Linked DNA regions of Rattus norvegicus: region 2 is linked to region 1. Evidence: chromatin contacts called from public Hi-C data. All regions are on one chromosome and are shown on one strand. Each heading gives the region's core, a stretch centred on a gene start, on an enhancer-like site or on the middle of the called end of the contact. The rest is flanking DNA. Distances are from core to core; before and after follow the strand shown.

Region 1 (6,864 bases), core at 2,357-4,856:
AGGGTTGCCGTCCTTTAGTACACAGTTAAGTGTAGTCACTATAAGTGAGATGGTTAGTGTACTAGAGTTGAACAGGGTGAGAACAGGAGTTCCTCAGATAAGCATGACAATGAAGGGTGTCACCAGCTTTAGATAATGCTTATTTCTTTGATTCTGGTTCCATTCTTATGAGCTCCCATGATCTGCTGAGAATGTGGCTCTGATTCAAGTACCATTGTTCACTGAGATACGTCTTGATAGTCTCTACACATTCGGTAAATATTTATTGAGCCCTTAATATATGTCAGACACTGGGTGTGGTGCTGGAAGTAAGACAACACTGCTGCCCTCAAAGAACCCATATCCTCCACATGTCAGCTCTCCTGCATCAGCTCAGCATTGCCAATGGTGTTATTTCATTAGCAGAGGCCTTGTCGGGGTGTCTAGAAAGAGCTGACCGCCTCTCCTCCTGACAAGTGAGACAGAGGCTTGTATGTCGCATTCTGTGTGCTGGTATAAGCAAGGCGTGAGGACTCTGATCATCTCAAACAAACAAACAAAAAAAAAGTCGTCAGTGCGATAAAAGGCCTCACTACAGACTGGCTCATTTTGTCTTTTCATTTTTTGTCACCTTAATTATTACTAAGCAAGGATGATAAGCAAACAAACAAATACATACGATTTTACTAGAGCATGTTCCAGGAGAACCAGTCAAATGAGCTAGTTCTTGTTTGCTTGAGAGAAGTCACTTTAGCTGGCCTGAAACCAGGCTTGCCTCTGCCTCTTGCATTCTGGGATTAAAGGTCACCACTCCTGGCTGAAATAAACTGGTTTTAAATTTCAGTCAGCTTAAACGATTACAGTTACTCAAAGATCAATTGTTTATTTCCAAATGCAAAATGTCTTCCTTCTGAATGCTGATTTCTTTGAAACTCTGTATTTCAACTGTTACTCTAGCTATGGTCCGTTTTCAGTTCTCTTCTCTTCTCTTCTCTTCTCTTCTCTTCTCTTCTCTTCTCTTCTCTTCTCTTCTCTTCTCTTCTCTTCTCTTCCCTTCCCTTCCCTTCCCTTCCCTTCCCTTCCCTCCCCTCCCCCCCCTCTCTGTGAGGACATGTGATAGGTGGGTGGTGGTCAGAGAACATCTTACATGATTTGGTGCACTCTTTTCACAATATATGTCCTGGGTATTAGATTCATGTGGTCAAGTTGACAAGCTCCTTAACCCACTGAGGCATATAGTCAATTGAGTTTACTGCACTTCTTGACACTTTCAGTCTATCCATGCATAGGATAGGATATTAACAATTCAATTCTCTAATTCTCTCTTTAAATTAGCATAGGTGTAGTTGTCAGTGTTGTCCGAATCTAATAAACTTCTGAAAGTCTCTAATATAAAAAAGCTTTAACTAATCTACACTGGAATCAGTTTGTAGGATATGCTCCTTCAGGGAATTATAAGTTCAAGGACAGACTGGGAAGTGGAAAACCTTGTCTCAAAGTAAAAGTATAAGTTTTTTGTTTGTTTGTTTGTGTTTTGTTTTCTAAGGATTGGAGATATAGGTCAGAGGTAGAGCACTTGCCCAGTGTCTAAGGCCCTAAATTCAGTTCTCAGTAGTACTACAAAACAAAACAAACAAATCAAGTTCAAAGCTAAATTAAGAGTTTATCTTACTCCCATCAGAATGGTAGTCATTTAAGAAAATTAATAACAACAAGTGCTGGCGAGGATGTTGAGAAGAGAAAGCCCTCACACCCTGCTGGTGGGAATGCATACTAGATCAACCTCTGCTGTTTTGGACTAAAGCCAACTTGATCATGGTGAATGATCTTCTTGAGGCCAGCTCCAATTTGGCTTGCAAGTATTTTATTAAAACAAAATCTATTTATGTTCATTAGGGAGGTTAGTCTATGATTTTCTTTTGTTGTATGTGTTTGGTTCTGGTATTATTAATCTCAGCTCTGTAAAGGATGCATCTAGACACTGCTGGTGAAATTGTAATTAGCCTTGTCACTGTGGAAGTCAGTACGGCAGTTTCTCAAAAAACTAAAATTAGACTTGGTATGACCCAGCTACACCACTCACTCCTGATATTCACCTGAAGAACTCCATGTCAATACATCACAGAATCACCTGCCCACAAATGCTTATTGAAGCACTGCTCACAGTAGCTGAGTTCCAGAACCAATCTAGGATGCATCAACAGAAGAATGGATAAAGAAATAGGATATATATTTATAAATAATTATGCATATAATTTATATAAGAAATATATATTTGCTTGTTAGTGCCTGCACAGATGTGTGCACATATGCGTGTGGGTGCCTTTAACCTAAGACCACATGAAAATATCGGGTCCCTGGAGCTGTAGTGGGTATTGGAAATGGAACCTAGAGTCTCTGGACGAGTGACAAATGTTCTTAACTTCTGAGCTATCTTTCTCGTCACTAAAGTGGAGTTTTTTTGTTTTTGTTTTGTTTTGTTTTTTTCAACCATGGAAAGGAATGAAGTTATGTTGTTTAGAACAAAATGGATGCAAGGAGAGATGACTACGCGGAGTAAATTAGATCAATTCCAGAAAAACAAATATCACATCTTCTCACTTGTACTTCCTAGATTTTGTATAGCCCCATGGATAAAACATCATTTATTTGGATGTGGTGGTGCATAACTTTAATCCCAACACTTGAGAGGCAGAGGGAGACAGATCTCTGTGAGTTCAAGGCCAGCCTGGTCTATATTGTGAGTTCCAGGACAGCCAGGGCTACAATGTGAGACACTGTTTAAAAATAAAAATCACATGTGTATGATATGTAAGTGAAACTGCACAGGGAGCAAGGGGCACTAACAAAGGGAAGAAGGGTTAGGAAAAGAGGATGGGAGGCATGGGGGTATGCTCACATACAATATATACTTGTATGAACACATAAATAATCTAGCATTTTCGACCAAAAACTAAATAAAATGGCCATTTACTGATAGGATACAAAAAGAACGTCATCGTTTCAAATGATGATGTATTTTAGCTTAGATGAGTTAGTTCTCCGTTCATTGATTCATTCAATCAATCAGCAAATATATCCACCATGTGTCAGGCCCTGCTCAAGAGGCTGGAAATACACAAACCAACTGGATGACCTTCCTTCCACTAGCATTCCTTACTGACTAAATGAAATCCCACCCACAACGGTGAGAGTGGCGTATGCCTTTGGTTCCGTTATCTCCTGCTGCCACCTACTGGCCATTTTCTTTGCCATGCTTTTCAGAGACCGAGAGTTTCTAAGGGGAAGTTGGAAGGAGTTCTATTTTTGCTTGCTGGACCACGAATTTTTTTTTTCTCTTTCGTTTTCACATGTGAATTTTAGATTACAGACTTGTTCTTATTTTAATTGTTCATGTTTCTGTATATAAGGCAGAATGGCCAGATCAGAGTTGCTAACGTTCGCATCTTAAACATTTAACGATTTTTAAATTAATTCCTGATAATCGCACATAATAACCACATTATCTTCATAGGGCACAGTGTAGTGTTTCGGTACATGTGTCCCTGTGTTCTCCTAAGTACAGCTCTCTTCATCTCCACCCAAGTCCCTGGGGCTCTAACCCAACTCTTCTAGCAGGAGCAGTTGTTTCACACTGAGTCACTGCCCTTTTGGCCAGGGCAGTCACTCCATTCCTCTCCCTCCCATAGCGTTTTCCTAATGAGCTTCTGTTTGAAGAAAGTTTTGACTTTCTTTGGCTTCTCTCCATTCTGGTGGGAGTTAGAATTTCTTGCCAGGACAGTGGAGGTTTGTGCCTGGATTGCCTAATGCAGACAGGAGAGAGTCAGAGTTCCTTTGCAGCAGGCACTCCCAACCAATTATGAACCCTCTCTTACTTCTGAAAGGCAACAGTGTCATGGAGGTGGGGAGGAGTTAAGACCCTCTCATGATCAATTGGGGTGCTTTAAAAGGCTGCATGGGAGCTGGGACACACGGAATTAGGCATTAGATGGTTCATTTGCTCTGCATCATCAAGTCTCCAAGTAGGTCAAATACACCCCAGGATGGTTTAGTCACAGGAGGAGATGGACCAGTCACCTGAAGTCCACTGCTGACTCAGTGCAGGCCTCATTTTCTCCCCCTTCAAGCCAAGAGCTCCCCAGTCATTGTCAATGTTTTATGTAGAAAAGAAAAACCAAATATATACTACTTGGTTGGATATAAACATACGCTGGTATATATAACTTTGGAGAGAACTGTCTCCCACTGAGCACTGTCACATCAAAAGTCGTTTTGGATTTAAGGAGACAAAACTAATTGATGGGAGAGTAAACACCCTTCTAGAGATATTTCCAATCTCTTGTTGGGCGAGCGCAAGCACTAAAGTGGTTGAAGCGGGTGGATTGCAAGTTTGAGGCCAGCCTGGGTTATACAGCAGGACCATCTCTTAGGAAACTGCAGCTCAAAAGGCAACTTAAAAGACTTATTCTGTTTGAAAATATTACACATGTCTGTGTGTCTCTGTGGGTATGTACATGTTAGTGAAGACACTCATGAGGGCCAGAGGAGGCTGTCATATCTCCTGGAGATGGAGACTCAAGAACCTGACTTGAGTGCAGGAAATGGAATTCAGTTGTCTGCAGGAGCAGCGTGCAGTCTTAACTGCTAAGCACTGTTCCAGCTCCCAAACAAATGATTTTAGTAGAGATATTCCTATTCATTACAATCAAAGAAAAAATAGGTATGTATGTATGTATGTATGTATGTATGTATGTATGTGTATATGTGTATGTATGTATGCATGTGTGTATGTATCCATCTATTATGTCTATCTGTCCATCTGTCTATCCTTCTGTCCATCCATCCATCCATCCATCCACCCACCCACCCATCTATCCTATCTATTTGTCTGTCTGTCTGTCTGTCTGTCTGTCTGTCTATCTACCTGTCCATCCATCCATCCATCCATCCATCCATCCATCCATCCATCCATCCATCCATCCATCCATCCATCCATCCATCCATCCATCCATCCATCCATCTATCCATCCATCCATCCATCTATCCTATCTATTTGTCTGTCTGTCTATCTGTCTACCTGTCTATCCATCCATCCACCCACCCACCCACCCACCCACCCACCCACCCACCGACCTATCTATCTATCTATCTATCTATCTATCTATCTATCTATCTATCTATCTATCTATCTATCTATCTATCGGGAGAGGTGGCTCCATGGTGGAGAGCACTTGTTGCTCTTGCAGTGGACCTGGGTTTGAGTCTCAGCACCTACACGCTGGCTCACAACTACTTGTAACTTCACTTGCAGAGTATGTGGTACCATCTTCCTTCCTCTGCAGGCATCGGACACACACACACACACACACACACACACACACACACACACACACACACACACACACAGATGAACACTTATGCACATAATATAATTATACATAAAATAATTGTCTAGTGTTCCCCGAAAACCTCATCCTCAGGAACTCCAGGCCTAGCCTTCTTGACTCTGAAAACTAAGGGCATATCCTTTGCTCAGTCTGTGCTCAACTGTGAGAAGGGCAGAAGGCACAGTATTAAGTCAGCAGCTGGGTTCCCTCTTTGACCCTCTGTTTCTTGGTTCTTTTTCTTCTTTCAGTTTGATCAACGAGTCCACCAACCCACTCAGCTCCCTTGTCACTCTGGTCATCTCTTGGACCCCAATTCTTCTTTCTAGTCTCGTTCTTGTTACTCTGTTGATGATGGTCCTCACAGCCGGGATCATATACTTGGAGTCCTCTGGGCTGTAACCCAGTCTGGCTAGCCATGCCCCTCTTCTTTATGGCATTCTCAGGATGTAACATCTCATAGAACAAGTCCGTGCGGAACCTGGTAAAATTCAACATACTTCCACGAGGGCTCCAACTCATAGAGTAATGTATCTTGTGTGATGTTATGGGGTCTTGCGTTCTTAGGGACAGAAGACATACTAAAGCATGGGACTGAGAAAGCCTAGCATTTCAGACGGTAAGAAATTGGGAGGGGGCTAGAGAGATGGCTCAATTGGTAAGAACGTTTGCTATTCTTTCAGTGTACCTCAGTTTGATTCTTAGCACACACAGCAGATAACTGCCCCTCATTAGTCTGGTTCAAGACCTCTGGCTTCTGTTACGCCATCAGTATTGGAACCTCACAGGGACTTCTCTTGCATATCCCTGCTGTTGTTCTGTGTCCTGGAGGTCCTGTAATTTTGGATCTCTAGGACTGTTCCCTTCACATGGTCCAGCAGTTCATCAAGGGGGTAGAGGTTGGGGTGGGCCAGTTCAAAGCCCTGGATCTGAGCCTAGGAGGCTTTCCCACGCTACGTCACACGGAGTCATCCAGCACTGTTCTGGCTAGCTCATCCAATTCTGCAGTCAGCAAGGGGTAGAAACAGCTTTCCTACTCTCATACCCTTGGGGCCAGTTCAACACACCCACACCATCAGGACCAGTTTTACTATGCTGCCTAGGCTAGGGGCAGGTCCTGCTCTCTGGGGTGCTGCAGTAGGCAGAGCACTGGACCAGCTCTCCCATGCACACACCCTCTGGTTGGCTCACCCATGACTCCTGCAACCTAGGCCAGCTCTTCTGTGCTTCCTAGCAATGTCCCTGTGCTCTCCTGAGTACTACAGGTGGCAAAGGGTGGGGTCAGCTCTCCTGCTTCAAGCCCTCAGGGCCAGCTTTCCCATAATGCCCAGGCAAGGGCTGGGTCCAGTTCTGCACAGTCCTCAGATATCAACATGACCTTGGGTGGTGGCCCAGACCAAGGACATCCACCTGGCCTTTGGTGGTAACAGATCACTGCTGCTGAAGGGTCAGGGGATTCAGACATGGCCCTTAGTGGCAGCACAGGCTAGGACCTCACCAC
Region 2 (7,214 bases), core at 425-2,924, 250 kb before region 1:
CATGAAAAAAAAAAAAAGATCACGTTTGGACCAGCAACTTCTATTTAAAGACAGTCGTGTTACACTTTCTGGCATGTGCATATGAGACTAACGTCTCTGTCCCTGAACCCATTCCTTCTTTACTCACAGACTCGGGAGAGAGAATCGTTTCTTTCCCTAGTTTTTCCTCAGTATGAGAGTTGTGAAGGCTGCTGATGTCCTTGGCTAAAGACTTGTATACAGTGGTAGGAAAATTAGAGAGACAGGCCCCATTTTCCTTGGGCTCAGGGGCCAGAAGGGAGCTGGGCGGCTCCGCCTTACGCAGAACACCTTTCTCTCCTGGCTCACTCACCTGGGATTCTACAACATTTATAGCTTGTGATAAAGACAGGAGGAGTCCCTTGGGAGAGCGAGCTGATAAGATAACACCAGACATCAATCAACTCATGTTTGGTTTTGTTAGGCAGTAAGAAGAGTCCCAACGAATATTGGCAGACCCAGAGTGTCAAGGTGAAGTCCCTAGTGGCCAGAGGGTGGGGCACACTCTGACTAGCTAGGTGTCAGAATGGCAGGGGACACCAAAAAGGAAGGCACCTGGATTCACTGTTTGCCTATTGTCACATGGGATTTGTCATTCTTCTCTTGGAGCTCAGGCTGGCCTTGAACTCACTACAGGTAAGGAAGACCCTGAATACCTCTCTCCTGCCTCTACCTCCCAAGTCCCGGGATTACAGGCATGAGCGGCCATGCCTATTTTATAGATAAGAGCGCTGTGAGTTCTGAAGAGAGATCCCTGTCTTTGGGGCCTGAGGTAAGAACCTGTGAAAGCAGCCAAGTGAACAGGCAGCATGTAACCGGTGGTGCAGCCCACATTCATCCACACTGTATAAAAGCCCTTTCTTGTGGTTCTGGTGAGGTCCTCACTACCGGGCTGTTTATCAAAAGCACGCTGTCCACTCTTACTTCTTAACAAGTATGGCTAACTTGATAGAAACTCTAGGAACTACCACCAGCCAAATTAGAAAATAAAACGCAAATCCCACTTCCACTCTGTTTCTGTGACCTACTAGCATGCAGGCTATAATCGAAAGATACCCAAGGGTACCCTCACCCTGTAACCCTTGGAGCCTGTACATGCAGTCTTTTATGAGAAGCATCTGCACAGACACAGCTTAAGGGTCTTGAGATGACGTCACAGGGTTCTGCAGTGACCCCAACTCCAGTGACCAGTGTCAAGTATCCTTACAAGTATCCTGATACGTGCCTTGGAAAACATGTCAGGAGGAGCTATATTTTCCTCTGTCTATAAGACACAGTGTGTGTTTGAGTCTCGCTTTTCTACTGCTTTTTTTTTTTCCTCTTTAAAACGAAGTTAGTGCTTCTGGACTTTTAGGAATTAACTTACTTTGAACGTTGCCTAGCTTACTCCTCTATTCAAACACGGCAGCTAGCATTCTGAAACCGCTTGGTTCTGTTTTCCTTGGGGAGCTCTTCCCCAAGTCTCTCCTTCTCTGCTACTGTGGAAGAAGAAGGTGGCAGCCAGTCAGAGTTAGACCCAGGACACAGGACTACTGAGGACCAGTTCCCGTGAATGTAGACTCTCCCGTCAGAAGGGATTTCTAAAGCAACAAGGGCCCAGTTGACACTGTCACTGTCCTTCCGTGCCAGAGCTGTAGACATCTGAAAATTTCACAAGAATCTGACTCATGCAGGCTGTGGGCTGGACACCTCAGCAGTCCTAAGCGATGGTGAAGACCTCTGTGAGTGATTCTTCCTCAGGAAGCTATGTGTGTGACAAGCCACAGTCTCAGATACAGGGGATTTCAGTCATCAGCTTTGCACAGAAGCTCCCCATCAGCAGGTGAAGCAGTCCCACACGTCCAGGGAAGTGATTCACAGCTGCCTGTAGGTACCCTACCTGACATATCAGCCCCAACCCCACTCTCCCCCTTCCCGACCCAGCTCTTCCCCTGCACCTCTGCTTTCTCATTAGGGCTTCGGCCTCTTTGGAAGACTGGACTCACCCTTGACCCGCCAATCTTACCACTGAAGAATTGTGCCCTACTGATATTTTCTTTTTGAAAATGTCTTTTTAAAAAAGAACACGGCCCTTGGAAACTTTGCAAGGGATGTATCGATTTGAAATACTCGAGCTGAATTATGGAGCTTTGGCAGAAGGAAATAAATCTTTCCCATTCCCCAAGCCGGCTGCCAAGTGCAGCTTCCAGGAAGAAATGTCCGTCCTTTCTGGAAATGAGGCAAGGCCAAACATTCTATCACTCTCCCCTGACCCCACCCCTTCACTTGCAATTCACTGACAAAAGCACTTCTCGATTCATTGCTCATTTGCCCGAATAGGCATCCAAATTAGTAATGCCTGGCTTGAGGCAGCTTCCTAAATAATGAGGCCTGATCGTTTTTGGCAGACCCAGGGGCCTGTGGAAAGCAAGCTCGCAGCACATCACCACGCTAAACGCTCTTCCGGTTTTAAAAATCAAGATTTCCCCTACACACCTGGACGTACAAGGGAACGAGAACACGCTTACTACCGCCAGAGATGAACCGAACCAGGAGCCAGGGCTGGGGTGGGAAGGTGGGGGTACCAGCGTTCAGGGAAGGGGACTTAGGCTGTGGCGTCGTGATGCACGGGGCAGGATTAACGCACAGATTCCTGACATCTGCTGTTTCTTTCAGTTCAGCTGAGTGTTCATCCCACCTGGCAACGGTCCAGGGGAATTCCCGCCATCACCAGCCGAACACAGTGTGGTCTAACTGCACAGCATTCATCATCTACCCACTGCTCCCTTCACTGGATCCTCAGCCCCTCCATCCAACATCTAACGTTGGGTGCAGGGGAATGATAGCCAGTCTGGCTGGGAAACCGGGAGCGTGGAGAGACATTTACAAGTCTGCATCAGAACCGGGCCAGGGTAGCCTCTGAGAATGGAAGGACAGGGTGGCAGCTTGGCAGGCACAGTCAGTTTGGGAAACCAAGCCGCATGACACAGCTGTCACGCAAGGCGTGTGTGTTTAGAAAGGGTAGGGTGGGAGGTGATGTCTCCGTGTTGACGCTACAGTGCACTGAACATCATCTATCTCAAATGTATGCACATCTAGACAGCGCTCACCCTTGCCCGTGAATCCCAGTCTCAGAGAAGGCCAAGCTCACGCTGTCAGTGGCCAAGGACCCCTTGCTTTAAGGCAACCTTCTACTGTCTGCTGCGTGCCTTTCCAGTCTGTTGGCAAATGCTGTTGGCTCTGCCTTTATTCCGCATCCAGATCCAACGGCTTCCTTCACTTCTGCTGCCTCCGTACTATCCCAGCCACCGTTGGCTCTCTAGTCCCAGCCACCATTGGCTCTCAAGTCCCAAACTCGTCCCCCAGCTTCCATAATGCCCCCCTACAGTCTGTTCTCAAGGGAGCTGCAGAGAGGCCCACATGCACAGGTACTGCTCCTCTATGTCACTCAGAGCTCATGTGCAAACGACTGCAGCCTGACATGCTCTATCCCACTCCTCCCCCCACCCTCCTCTTCCCGCTCTGGTTCCACTGATGCCCCCACGAGACAGAGTCCTACCCCAGGGCCTTTGCACCGCCGACTCCTTCGGGACGATCTCACTTCCTTTAAGGTCTTCCTAACTTTCCACCCAAAACAGCGAGTCTGTATTCTCTGACGTCCCCCTTTCTTGCTGCATTCCTGTTCCATTAATTTCTCTTTCTAACAGCTCTTGTTCATTTGTTCGATTGTTTATTTAGTGTGTGTGCACGCGCACACGTGCGAGTGTGTGCGTATGTGGGTGCACATGCGCACGTGTGTGGAGTCAGTTAGGTTTCTCGTCAGACACTATCATTCCTCACCTTATTTAGAGACAAGGTCTCCCCTGAGTCTGACTGTGAACTCTGCCTGTCTCTGCCTTCCTTTCCTCTCACCCCGTCCCCGTCACGGGTGCCAGGGATATGAACTCAGATCCTCATGTTTGCCTGGATCCTGTACAGCAAGCACTTTACCTACTGAGCTATTTCCTGAGCCTTGTTTTGTCTACTCTTCCTCACCAGGACATAGGCAGACTCTGCTGTACTCCTGCCACACCCTCAACGCCTCAGGCAGCTTCTGGTTCACTATATAGGAACTCAACCAATATTTCTGAATGAATGGGGAACGATCCTGTACAAAGAAGGCAGTGTAGCACAGTGGTCAGGAGTGCGGTCCTGAACCAGGTGTTCTGGGGGTTAAAACTTGGCTCCTCGACTTGCTAGCTGCGTGACCTTTGGAGGTACACACTCATGTATGCTTCAGTTTCCTCGATCCTAAAATCGGGACGATAACTGACCTTCATCAAGGAAACCATGGGCACTAAGCAGGATGGGATGGATCCGTATAAAGCTCTCAGAGCAGAACAGAACCTGGCATAGATTGAGCACTCGAGACACAGTGGCCATTATTAACAGGATGCTGTCCTGAGCTTAGACTTTATCCTAAGGCTACGTGGAGTCATTGACGGATGTTAAATGAGGGAGTAACATAATCAGATATTGTTTCGAAGGATCGTTCCAGCTGTGCAGGGGACAATGAATCACATCAGGGCAAGGCTGCGACTCGGAGGAGGAAGGGAGCAGCTAAGAGGCTCCTGCAGAATCAGAGATGACAGACGTCATTAGCATGAACTGAAACAGAAGGGAGTGAGAAAGGGTGGGCTCAGGGTACTACCGTGTAAGAGCCCAGCGGGAAGGAAGCAGCTCATGACAGAACCCAGGCTTCTAGAGTTTTCCAGATAGTGATAGTCTTCCATGCCAGGCCGTGGGAGCAGGGGAAGGGATATGGGAAGACTTGTCACTTTCTGTTGACTGTGGGACATCCAGTAAAGAAGGCAGTCATATCAGTGTACGCACTTGCCTAGAAAGAGCTGAGTCATAGACACATTCAAATTTAGTTGTCTCCATCATCCTGATTGCTGAAGCTATTATAATAGACAGGTTTCCCCCAAGAAAATATTTAGGGAGTGAACTATCTATAAAAGGTGTGTTCTGGGGTTGGGGATTTAGCTCAGCGGTAGAGCACTTGCCTAGCAAGCGCAAGGCCCTAGGTTCAATCCCCAGCTCCGGAAAAAAAAAGAAAAAGAAAAAAAAAAGAAAAGAAAAGGTGTATTCTGGAAGAACGAGATAGCAGGAGACAAGTCAGAGGACAGTGGAGTTATACGTGAAGGCAGGGTAAACTGCAGGCAGGAGTCAGGGGAGTCACGAGGAGGAGGAACTGGGTATGTGTGTCCCATGAATTGAGCTTGGTGACTGGAGTGAGAGCAGAGGACACAGTTAAACTGTCTGAGGAGTGAGTGGGAAATGAGGAAATCAGAAACATGTGGCTATGTGTGGTAGCAACAGGACACCTTAGAATCCAGAAGGGTTTCTTGGAAGATGGAGAGAGCTAGGTGCAAATGACAAGGCTGACTTCGGAGGGAGAATGAGGGTGGGCAGTGGGGGAGGCTGATATGCAGAAGCAGGAACTCTGGGTTCAGGTAGCAAAGCCGGAGACAGAGGAGGCAGTAAGATGGCCAAGGTCGAGGAGAGAGCTGGGAGAGCTGGCTGACCACTGGCAGGCAGAAAGGCTAGCTGAAATGTGCAGAGAACCTGGTGGGACAGATGGGATCGACAACATGGTGTCTGTGTGCAAAATAACTACAGGGAGTGGGGTAAACTTGTCAGGGAACCCCAAGGCTTGACGAGTACTTCCAGGGCCACTTGTGGGAAGCATCTCGTCAGTTTTCTCTATGTTAGACAATTCTACACTCTTGTGGAAGTGACATTTCAGACTCAGAGAAACTATACTGTAGTTGGCATAAAACTAAACCCATGCTGAATATTCAGAGAGAACACAAAGTGTCGTCTTGAGAAGTCTTTAGGAATCAATCCTGTTGTGTCTTTGGTTAGAAAACCTTGTGGCTACTACTGAATAAAATCAGCCCTTTAATCTTTATTTGTGGTGCTGAGGATTGAACACCAGGCCTATGCGTGTCAGGCGAGGGCTCTACTACTGAGCTACACTCCTGAGCCTTTCTAAAGTTTACTTTTCAGACAGTTTTAATAAGTTGCCCAGGCTTATGACCCCTGTATATTAGACTCTCAAGAATCTAGGATTATAGACGCTGAAAGTTAAGCTCCTGAAAGAGATGTGCAACATTCTAACCTGGTTCCTCCAGGCACCTTTCAAGATCTTTCCCCAGCTCTTTATCTTGCTTGTCTGGTCCAAGCATTCTCCTCAATGTGCCTCTGCTCTCACACATGCTCTACCTGGCTTCTCCTACTTCTCTGCCTGCTGAAACACATCGCTTCAACGTGGTATGTGTGGAAGTGTGCATGTGCGATTGCATGCATACGGTTGCCTGTGGGAGTAAGTACAGAGGCCACAGCTCTGGGGTTACAGCCACATGGCCCTGTCCACAGTCAGTTTATGTGCTCTTGGGGGGATCTGAACTAAGGTACGGCAAGCATTTTTAACAACAGCCCTCCCTGGCCCTCACCTCTCGTTTAAGGCCTATAATTGAAGTCACCTTTAAGAAGCCTTCTTATCGATGTCTTTTGTCCTGCCTTGTTTCCAGGGCACTTGGTGGACATGCATAACTTCTAGAACAATGTGTTGAATCTGTCGGTGCCTTGGTGATTCATCCGACTGGGCAACAAGCGTCTGATATAACACTGATATCCAGGTTCGATATTGACAACTGGACACATGCTAGAGTCATCTGGGAAGAGGGGCTTCAGTTGGGAGAGTGCCTACATCAGATTGCTTACAGGCAAATCTAGAGGTTATTTTCTTGATTTGTGTTTGATGTGGGAGAATTCAGCCCACTACCGGGCAGGTAGTCTTGGGTAACAGAGAAAGCAGGCTGAGCAAGCCAGTCAGCTATGTTTTATCATAGTCTCCACGTCAGTTCCCTCCTCCAGGTTTCTGCCTCAAGTTCTTACCTTGGCTCCCCCTGATGATGGGCATTGTAACCAGGAAGCCAAACAAACCCTTTCTTCCTCACGTTGCTTTGGGTCACGGTGTTTTATTAAAACAAGGGAAACATAACTAAAACAAGAAATAGATCTCAGTATGGGCCTGGGCACTTGAAGTTGGCGTGTGGCTGGTTAGGACTAGGGTAGCCACTGAAGAGTCAAACAACCATTCAACGAGTAACCAGGTGTGGTGGCAGTATGCCTGCAATACCAGTTACTTGAGAGGAAGCTGAAGCAGGAGG

Evidence for each region. A called contact is a pair of places that touch in the nucleus more often than the background predicts.
Region 2: a Hi-C map of mammary epithelial cells shows a contact between it and region 1, with 3 times the contacts expected there. The contact joins two enhancer-like sites. A contact is called at or near these places in 2 of 12 Hi-C or Micro-C datasets (Schwann cells and mammary epithelial cells) and 1 of 1 datasets of contacts at active chromatin or transcription factors (oligodendrocytes).

Annotation. Positions count from the first base shown.
Region 1 is chr4:168,502,358-168,509,221 of GRCr8, reverse strand. No RefSeq gene overlaps it. Among named protein-coding and RNA genes, the nearest start is that of Etv6, 75 kb to the left of the region's middle. Within about 2 kb of position 3,606, at least 12 of the 93 cell types and tissues checked have an H3K27ac peak or open chromatin away from gene starts, as enhancers often do.
Region 2 is chr4:168,750,246-168,757,459 of GRCr8, reverse strand. All of the region lies in intron 2 of Etv6 (ETS variant transcription factor 6), which reads right to left. Among named protein-coding and RNA genes, the nearest start is that of Etv6, 170 kb to the right of the region's middle. Within about 2 kb of position 1,674, at least 21 of the 93 cell types and tissues checked have an H3K27ac peak or open chromatin away from gene starts, as enhancers often do.